Linked DNA regions of Mus musculus: regions 2 and 3 are each linked to region 1. A link is a contact called in public HiChIP or PLAC-seq and Micro-C data. All regions are on one chromosome and are shown on one strand. The core of a region is the stretch at or near the end of the contact, and the rest is flanking DNA. Distances in the headings are between cores, read along the strand shown. Region 1 holds the start of Sox1 (SRY (sex determining region Y)-box 1). Region 2 has its middle 44 kb from the start of Spaca7. Region 3 has its middle 34 kb from the start of Spaca7.

Region 1 (3,086 bases), core at 554-3,053:
CCGACTTGACCAGAGATCCGAGGGCGCCCAGGGCCCCCGACGACGCGGCTGCCGCGGCTGCCGCTGCCGCCACCGCCGAGTTCTGGTGCGCGCCGCCCGCAGCGGCGGCGGCGGCGGCCGCGGCGCCGTAAGGGATGCCGCCGTAGCCCGAAGGCGACGCGCTCATGTAGCCCTGAGAGTTGGAGATGGGGCTGTACTGCAGCGCGCCCATGTCGTAGCGGTGCATGGGCTGCGGGTTGTGAGGATGCGCGTGCGGATGGTGCGGGTGCGGGTGCGCCGGGTGTGCGTGCGGGTGCGCGCCGCCCGCGCCTGGGTGCTGCCCGTAGGCCAGCTGTGCCTCCTGCATCATGGCCGCGGCCGCAGCCGCCGCGGCCACCGAGCCGGGGTAGGCGCCGTTAGCCCAGCCGTTGACATGCGCGTAGCCTCCTCCCGCCGCGCCGCCTGGGCTCTCCAAGCGCTGGCCCACCGCCGCCGCCCCGACGCCCACGCCCACACCCATGGCCACGGCCGCGCCGCCGCCACCCGCGCCGGCCGCTAGCAGCCCGCCGGCCAGCGAGTACTTGTCCTTCTTGAGCAGCGTCTTGGTCTTGCGGCGCGGCCGGTACTTGTAATCCGGGTGTTCCTTCATGTGCAGCGCGCGCAGTCTCTTGGCCTCGTCGATGAACGGCCGCTTCTCGGCCTCGGACATGACCTTCCACTCGGCCCCGAGGCGCTTGCTGATCTCCGAGTTGTGCATCTTGGGGTTTTCCTGGGCCATCTTGCGCCGCTGTCCGCGGGACCACACCATGAAGGCGTTCATGGGCCGCTTGACCCGATCCTGGTTGGCCTTGGTGCCCCCGCCGCCGCCGCCGCCCCCGCCCCCACCGCCGCCCCCGCCCGCCCCGGCCGGGCCCGAGAGGTTCGTGGGCGCCTGGGCGCCGCCGGGCGAGTGCAGGTCGGTCTCCATCATCATGCTGTACATCTGGGCGGCTAGCGGGTTCACCGGTACCGCAAAGAGAGGGCCTGGAGCATAGACGGCCGGGTGGGGGTGGGTGGGTGGAGAGAGGATCAGCCCAGAGAGACTGGGGGGGGGGGTGTGTGTGCGGTGGGTGCCTAGCGGAGAGAAGGGGGTTGGGTGGAGGCCACAACAACAACAACAACAAAAAAGAGGCAAAAGCACACGCACTTAGCGCGGGTCCAGCTCGCAGGTGGAAAGTTTCTCCCGGTGCACAAACCACTTGCCAAAGAGGCCGATGGCCAGGTTGATTGCTGCCGTCCGGTCACTCAGGGCTGAACTGTGCAAACAGGTGCAGTCGTGGCCAAGTTGAGGCTCCACTTTCTGGGTCTGAAGCGGTGCCCCTGGGCCCGACGCAGGGTTCGCTGCCTCCTCTTGTCGGCTCGAAGTCTCCGTTCCTGTGCTGGCTTCCTTGGCGGCTTCCAACTCTGGGACCGCAACTTCTAGCAAGGCGGTGCGCCGCGTGCGCTGGGCATGTGCTGGTCCCAGGTGCCTGGGGGGAGCCAGGCGCTGAGGGGGACTCGGAGGGGGGTTCGGAGGGGGCGATCGCGGTGCAGCCAGGGAGGGGGTTAGGGACAGCAGTGGGAGTGCCAACGCGAGCAGAGAGCCAGAGAGCTGTGCCGCTGTGCCCAGGACAAGCTGTCCGCTGCCTGCCCGAGGCCGTGCGCTCGGAGCGGAGGCGCACGCGGGGCCGGTGGCGCGGGGGGCCCAGCAGCCATACGCCGGGCCCGGGCTGCCATTAAATGAGCGCGCCGCGGCCAATGGGAACCGGCGGCGGCGGTGATTTGCATGGCGCGCTGGCGAGTGACGTGGGGAGGGAGTAGATACACTGGGCGCGGGCGGCGGAGCAAGGAGGTGGAGGAGGAGAGAGGGGGGGAACAAGGGCAGGAAGGAGGGGGAAAAGGGGGCGCGGGGGGGCGGGGTCACAGCCACACTGCTTCCTGAGCGCGCGCGCGCGGCGGCGACGGCGGCGGCGGCGGCGGCGAACCCAGAGCTCGCCCCCTTTGCCTCTCCCCGCCCGCGCGCTCCGAATGATTAACGATTGGGTTGAAAACCCAGAGGAAGAAAGAATCGCTGTCGGGGGAGGCGGGGGGAATACAGCCCTGGGTCGTGTTTAAATGCGCTCATTGGAGACCCAGCTCCTCCCCTGTCCCCAGCCAGCCAACTCTGTGCCCGCTGGGAAGGGGAAAGTTGGAGATAGAGGCCTCACTTTGCACTCAGCTCAGCCGGGAGTGCAGAATAACAGCGGTGCGGGGGAGATCCTCCCGGGGGGGGGGGGCTTAGGCCCAAAGTACCTCTGCTGGGTTTCAGGCCAAGCGGGGCGGCTCAGTCTCTCCCACCCCTGGCGCTCGGTGCATTCTCAGAGCCTGCAAAGGCCTTTACAGATTCGGGATCTATAATTCGGGTCTCCGTGGCAAGAGGTGCAGCGGTTTTTGTGTGGTGCTACGCTCCTAGCTCCCTAATCTACCCCGAACTTTCTTGGGGGAGGGGGTGTCTTTTAATGGAGCGGAGTGTTATAGTCAGGTGCCAATTTACTCTATATCCTCTTGAATTTCTGCGAAGGTCAAAACCAAGATCTAGCTGGAATCTTGTTACTCCGACAGTAAAAAGAAGTTTGTGGAAACAGCAAAAGAATACCTACCTAGCCTATGCTTTTCTGAAGCGATTCTCCCAGAAGCTGTTTGCCAAAGGATTTTGAAAATCGTGTGAACTCGGGTTTGCGAGGGTGGGGGTGGGGTGCGGGCGCTGAAACGGAATTGGAAGGTCCAGTGACAGGGCCGCCTTTTTGTATGTTGTTGTTTTTGTTTCTTCGTATGTTGTGAAAAAGAAAGGGCAGTTCTGGGGATGATCAAGACATACACAAATGGCCGTAATCCATGAATCTCAGAACAAATATGATTCCGGGATGTATAAGAGATTTCCAACCCCACCCCAGGCTACTTGGGATCAGACCATCATGTCCAAAAAAAAAAAGGGGGGGGGAGTTATTGTAAAGGCTTCTTCCAGAAAGACCTTTAGAGTCTACAAGTTCTTCAGATATCCTGGGGCGGGGTACAGAGGGGAGAGGATAGAGTTTCTACTTCTAAGATCT
Region 2 (3,063 bases), core at 440-2,939, 130 kb before region 1:
ATTTTGCGTCTGGGAGCATGGAGCTGGGAGGAGGAACCAGGACCTAACTGTATAGCCTGCCATATGAGAGACTGAGCTCGGTAGCATGGTGTGGAGATTAGAAGTCAGGCCTAGAAACCAGGAGTAGATTCTGCAATGATACCAAGTAGGTATTCAAGAGATGCTGGTTGGATGGGTGAATGACTGAGCCCTCCTTGGCCAGAGATTTCCAGCTGTATCTCTTCCCAAGGCCTGGCCAGTGTGACACCAACCCTGCCTCCTAGTGAGATGTCCCTACAGAATGGTGATGGATCTGGATATATCTGGTACAAGTCAGATAACAACCTCACATCCAGCCCAGCAGCATCCACAGTGACCATCAACGGGAATGAGAGCTTCTTGTCCAAGGGTTGGCATTTTGGGAGCATAGACCAAAGTCAGGAAAGGTGTTATTTCTGAAGTGAGCATTTGACACAGTGACAACAACTAGAGGAGCAGTCCAGTTAGCCTTAGTGAGGGGTATACTGATGGTGGGGGGGCAAGGGTGGGGGGAATGAGATGGATGCGCGAGCTTTAGCCACCGCCTGACATTGACAGAGCAGTTCTACTGGCCTTAGTTGGGTTGGTCTGGGAGGAGAGATTACAGGTTAGAGATGCTCAGCCAATCAAGACCTCTGATTGGCTGAAATGTCTTAAGTACTTTTAATTGTGCAGGGAGTACTGAGGCTTTGTGCCAACCACGGTTCACTATTTTAAACCATGTCACACAATTTAAAAGGATGGCTTTCCTCTGTCCTCTTCCTCCTCCTCCACAGCCACCACCTCCTCCTCCACCCTCATATTATGTAAATTGTTAGGACTGTTATCCTTAGAGTCTCCCTAAGTTACTGGCTATTTTAAAATTTTATTTCTAGGAGGGGGAAGCAAATAAAAATGCCTCTCTCCTGCCTTAGGGCAGCTCAACAATTCAAATTCACAGTCTCAGGTTTCTGGCAAACAGACACTGCAAGAGGCTTAGAGTGGTGCCCCAACCCCTGATATTTTCCTAGCTGGAAAAGGTGCGCTAGCAGCTTCCACTAGGGAGCCCTAGCGTTGTGTGCGCTCTTGACAGATTAATATTTGTGACTGTGTGGGGTGTGAGTGGCTACTCTGGCCTTGCTTTTGAGAAGGGAGACTGGGAAACAGGTTGTTAGGAAACTTGAAACAACTATTGTCAGGGTCCAGCATGACTCGTGGAAGGGTCAGCATGACATGGATTCCTGCCCCTGGAGGGCATGGGCTTCCACGAGTGTGGATGGTTGTGGGACTTGGGCCTTGTTTGTATATTAGTGTTTATAATTTACTCTATGTTCCTCCTTCGGAGATGTTTTTCCTGCCAGGTTAATGATCCCATGATACTTGGAGACAGCAAGTCTGAGGACCAAGGGTGTGGCTGTGTCTTAACAAGGTGGTGACTGCTGGGACCTGCAGGACAGCCCTTGGGGCTGTGTGTGTGTGTGTGGGGGGGGGGGTAGCTCTGAAAACATGAGTTCAAAAATATATACTTTCTCAACTATGCAAAATATAGGAGCACAGCATGAGTTGTATAAGGTACTTCACAGTCCTAGAATAGCAGAGGCATTAATGACCCAGCTTGTCAGAAAGATACAAAGACAGGCAGATTCCTGAGTTCAAGGTCGGCCTGGTACAGAGTAAGGTTAGGCTGAGGCGTGGTAGAAATGATAATTTCAGGGTGGGGTCTCAGTCCCATCCTGCTAGTTTATTGGCTGTGGTCAACAAAGGCAGACAGATCTCTGAATTCTTTTGAAATATTAAAAAAAAAAAAAAAAAGGAAGGGAGAAATGTGTGCTAGCTATCTCTTAAGGATAAAGGGGCTTGGGTCAGTGGATGCTGATTCATAGGATAATCGAAAGGGAACCTGGAGTAAAAGACTGGATTGATATGTAAATAAAAGACTGGGCTCAAGATCTGCCAGATTGAGCTATCCAGAAAAAAATGTAAAATAACAAGAGAGAACTGCTTAGAGAACTGTCTCAAGCAAAACCTAGAGGGAGCTGTCCGGAGATCTCCAGAGAAAGTAAAACAGAGAGCAATCTGGAAAGCTGTCTCAAGTAGAACATAGGCTGCCAGCTTGAACCTACAATTTGATTTCAAGTTGTTTGTTTTCACTCTCAGAATCCAAGGCGAGGGTGGTCCTTGGCACTCCCTCCCTTAGAGAGGATAGTGAGAACTGACCCCCCCCCATCTCGAGTTGATGACCATCCAGGGACTTCTCAGAAGAATTCTAAGAAGGCTAAAGGTCCCCTTGTTGGCTGTTTATGTCTTACACACACACACACACACACACACACACACACACACACACACACACACACACACGAGAGTGCACGAACTTACTCTTGCAGAGGCCAGAGATCCCCCACGGGCTGGAGTGGCAGGTGAGTGTGAACTACCTAATGTGCTGACATGGGTGCTGGGAATCAAACTTGGGTCCTCTGTGAGAGCAATAAAGGCTCTTAGCTCTGGAGCCATTTCTCCAGCATTGTGAGGGATCTCTCTCTAGCCAGCTGCTGTAATCTTTCTTTGACAGGAACCCTCAAGCCCCTTGGACACTTGCTTACTTAGTAACTCCTGTGGGCCCTGAAATTAACATGTAGAAAATGATGGCGAAGAGCACCATGATGTAAATTAAGGGACATCAGACCTTACTAGGCAAGCCATAGACGCAGACTGCTGTTGAGACACCTTCCTTAGTTTCACCAGAGTCGTTTCACAGTTCGAAGGATAGCCTCACTTTCTTCCACCAACTTTGAGGCTCCTTTTTCTCCTTTAAGCCCCTCCCACGGCTCTCTCTGGGATAGGACCTCACACTGTATCCCAGGTTGAGCCAAACTCATGGCAAACTTCCTGCCTTAGCGTCCTGAGTGCTGCTGCTTGTACAGGCACAGATCACCACAGCCAATTAACACCCTGTTGGCCCTCTTAGTTCTGTGATTAGCTGTGGACCAGCGGAGCTGCTGTCTGCTGAGCCCACTTCAGGTTCTCATGAACCACGTATACATTTCTAGCTTTTCTAGTTCAGTT
Region 3 (3,278 bases), core at 41-2,540, 210 kb before region 1:
TTGCACGTACCTACCCCAGGAAGACATGTTTAGTGTAGAAGGACCCTAGGTTGACCTTGCAGACTCTGCCACCACTTCACCATGGAGGTCACTTGCAGCTCGTGCCAAGTTGCTCTTGGAGCACCTGGCTCCCCTCGGCTTTGTGCCCAGCTCAGCCCAGCATACTTGTGAGCATGCCCCCCGCCATCATCCATCCACATCTGTGGCTCAGGAAGTGAGACTGTGACTTCCAATTGTTAAGGATGTCTCAGAGAGAGAACTCTCTGATGTCCTCTGCATCAGGGAGCCTTTGTCCAAGTGATAGGGAGTCTAGCCTCCTCCACCTGCACCCCTGAAACTGGCAGCTAGTTCACTATGTTTCCAAAGGGCAAAACCTCAGAGCTATCTCAGCTCTGTGCACCCAGCAGAGAGACCCCCAAGGTCACAGGCAGGCAGGATGAGACCAGAACTAGCCATTTCCCTCTGAGATAGTCCTCAGGTCAGGCTACCCTGGGAGAACCCAATCACCATGACCCTGCCCAGGTGTCCAGTTGTCCTGTTGAAGGTTCTGAGTTCTGAGTCCAGGTGTCTCCTCCCCCACCCCCAGGAGTGAGTAGACACACTGAGAATGTCATGAAAGCCTTGGTGTCCAGCATGGGGCTGTCCCACAGCCCCTGTCAGGTTTTGTCCTGTAATGAGGGGGCATTCTCCCCCAGGCAGTGAAATAGGTCATCTGTGTGACACTTAGGTCTTACCTTCCAGCTTCCCTGTTCTGCTTCCAGCCCCACTCCCATCCTCTTCAAACCATTTTCCTTCCTCAAGACCATGTTGGGCTCGCTTCTCCTGATTTCATCTGCTGTTGTGTCCAGAGATGGAGGGATGGTGTCAGGGGAACACCCTTGGTGACTCCTCCCAGTCTTGACCCCATAGATGTACCCGAAGACCCTGTTGTTCTGGTCCCGCCCACCACGAAAGCATCTCTCTGTGGATGGAATGGTGAAGGTCTCAAACCAGGTCCATCTATCTGCCAACCAGACAAGTCCTTAAAGGTCTCTCAGGGTCAGCTGTGGCCTGCTCTGTCTCCCTGTGGGCTTCGGTGCAGACGCATTGAGATGGGGCTAGGGAACCAGGATGTGAAGCAACAGGTGTTCCTTGGTGGCTACTGAGGAGCAAGAGTGCTGAGGCCCCATCCTTCCTGTCAGGGATGAAGAGACTTCAGGTGGGAGCATGGGACCCAGAGGACCAGGTGAGCAGTGGCCCTCTAGTGGCCTCCCGTCAGATCCAACCTCCATGACTGGTACCGTGGCTGCTGTTTTCTGAGGATCCACGAGGAGGCAGTGCAGGACAGTGGTTGACATCCTGGACAGGGGCAGCACCTGAATCAGAAGCAGAGGCTGGCTTCTCTCAGGTGCCTGTTTGTGACCTGGGCTGTGGCCAGCTGGTTCCTGTGTCCGCATGGCTAGCTCAAAGCATCCATATCTATCTCTCTATCTCTATCATCATCTCTATCTCTCTATCTCTATCTCTATCTCTATCTCTATCTATATCTATCTATATCTACTATATATAGATGTCCCAAAGTTAACAAAATACTAGATGGAGAAGCAGAGGGAAAGGCTGTCGCCCTCGGAGAGGGGATGTCTTCCTTTCTGTGACTGTTGCTCAGACTCTCTCTTGAGTCTGCAGCCTGACTGTTCATGTCCCCCACGTCGAACTTGCTGGCCTCATCAGTCGGCAAGCCACCCACCAGTTTTCCTACTAGTTGTAACAATTATATTTTAAATGTGTTGCTTCTGTTTCTCAGTCTACATCAGTTCTCACTGCCACGGCTGTCACCTCTAGCTTTGAGGAAGGACAAACTCTGCTCAGAGGTCACTGAGTCGGCTAGGCATGTAGGTCACACTGTGAGGGGGCTGGGGCTGCCTTGATGTCCCCTCCCAGACACACCCTGTCTAGCCACGTGCCTGAGGCCCATGTTTGCGTATGGGGTGTTGTTACAGGACTGCAGAACCACCCTTTGTGAAGCCCCATCCCTGTGACGGTAACAGAACTGAGGAGTGTGTGACACGGCAACCTCAACTAGAAACCTCTTCTTACGAGTAGTCAGCCACTTTGGACACGATGGATCTTTAAACCATCTGCCAGTCTGATGCTTTTAGCCTTTGGGATCCAGATGAAATTCTTCTTCCATAGGAAGCAGTGCGGCTACTTCTGCTGTGGAGGAGCTCTAAGGACAGGAGACACATGAGGAAGACATCTGGTGCAGTGGATATGACCCCTGTCCCAGGAGAGCAGTGGGGCCCTGTGGGGCACAGCAACTGCTTAGAGATGCTGGGTTGCTTGGACACCGAAAGTGAAGCTCAAACTCCAACCAAGGGCAGAGGGCTTCTTCTGACCACGGATCGGAAGACCCCAAGTGCCATGTTTGACACATGGTAACTGTTTCGTGGAATTTCTGTAGCAGCAGAACAAAGAGGATTGTAGAGATGGTTCTGTAGCTAAGATGTACACCTACCTCTCTTGGGGAGGACTGGGGTTCAGCTCTCAGCACCCCAATCAGATAACTCACAGATTTCTGTAACTTCGGCTCCAGGGGATTCTGTGTGTACCGCACTCACGTGCACAAACCCACAGATGAACACAAACATATAATTAAAAATACTTTACATTTTAAAATTAAGTGTGCTGGTTAATTTGATGTCAAGTTGACAGAAGCTGAAGATCTCTGAGAGGAGGGAATCTCAACTGAAAGTTGCCTTTATAAGACGGGTCTGTAGGAGAGCCTGCGGGACATTCCCTTAATGGTCCATGGCGGAGGGCCCAGGCCATTGTGGGTGGCACCACCCCTGAGTTGGTGGTCCTGGGTTCTCTAAGAAAGCAGGCTGAGCAAGCCATGAGGAGCAAACCAGTAAGCAGCACCCGTTCATGGCCTCTGCATCAGCTCCTGCCTCCAGGTTTCTGTCTTGTTTGAGCTCCTGTCCTGACTTCCTTCAGTGATTGCCTGTGATGTGGAAGTGTAAGCCAGATAAAACCTTTTCTCCCCAAGTTGCTTTTTTGGTGGTATTTCATCAAAGCAATAGTATCCTAACTAGGACTAATAAGACAATAAATTAAGATATTTAAAATATATATACACTAGTGGAGGAGGGGCCTGGAGAGATGGCTCAGAAGTTACAAACATTGTTACTTTTGCAGAGGACCTGGGTTTGATTCCAAGTATCCAGTTGGCAGATTACAACAGTTTGTAACTCCAGTTCCAAGGGAATTGGCACACACACACACACACACACACACACACA

What was found. Hi-C and Micro-C count contacts between places; a contact is called where the count stands out from the background. HiChIP or PLAC-seq counts read pairs in DNA pulled down with a chosen protein or histone mark.
Region 2: an H3K27ac HiChIP or PLAC-seq map of embryonic stem cells shows a contact between it and region 1, with 7 read pairs. The contact joins the enhancer-like site here to the promoter of Sox1 in region 1. A contact is called at or near these places in 1 of 39 promoter capture datasets (embryonic stem cells), 2 of 484 Hi-C or Micro-C datasets (embryonic stem cells and nephron progenitors), 15 of 115 datasets of contacts at active chromatin or transcription factors (SST interneurons, craniofacial prominence, embryonic forebrain and 7 more) and 2 of 9 other capture datasets (embryonic stem cells and pancreatic islet).
Region 3: a Micro-C map of embryonic stem cells shows a contact between it and region 1, with 7 times the contacts expected there. The contact joins the enhancer-like site here to the promoter of Sox1 in region 1. A contact is called at or near these places in 1 of 39 promoter capture datasets (embryonic stem cells), 3 of 15 datasets of contacts at CTCF or cohesin (embryonic stem cells and stem cell-derived epiblast-like cells), 40 of 484 Hi-C or Micro-C datasets (B cells, cerebellum, cerebral cortex and 14 more), 16 of 115 datasets of contacts at active chromatin or transcription factors (VIP interneurons, astrocytes, craniofacial prominence and 9 more) and 1 of 9 other capture datasets (embryonic stem cells).

The regions. Positions count from the first base shown.
Region 1 is chr8:12,394,236-12,397,321 of GRCm38.p6, reverse strand. Sox1 (SRY (sex determining region Y)-box 1) reads right to left here and starts at 1,803. Exons shown (of 1, transcript NM_009233.3): 1 at 1-1,803. The coding sequence starts at 961. All of the region lies in intron 1 of Sox1ot (Sox1 overlapping transcript), which reads right to left.
Region 2 is chr8:12,527,472-12,530,534 of GRCm38.p6, reverse strand. No RefSeq gene overlaps it. Among named protein-coding and RNA genes, the nearest start is that of Spaca7, 44 kb to the left of the region's middle. Within about 2 kb of position 1,689, at least 10 of the 459 cell types and tissues checked have an H3K27ac peak or open chromatin away from gene starts, as enhancers often do. A contact at or near this core is called in embryonic stem cells, where this site is marked.
Region 3 is chr8:12,605,408-12,608,685 of GRCm38.p6, reverse strand. No RefSeq gene overlaps it. Among named protein-coding and RNA genes, the nearest start is that of Spaca7, 34 kb to the right of the region's middle. Within about 2 kb of position 1,290, at least 5 of the 459 cell types and tissues checked have an H3K27ac peak or open chromatin away from gene starts, as enhancers often do.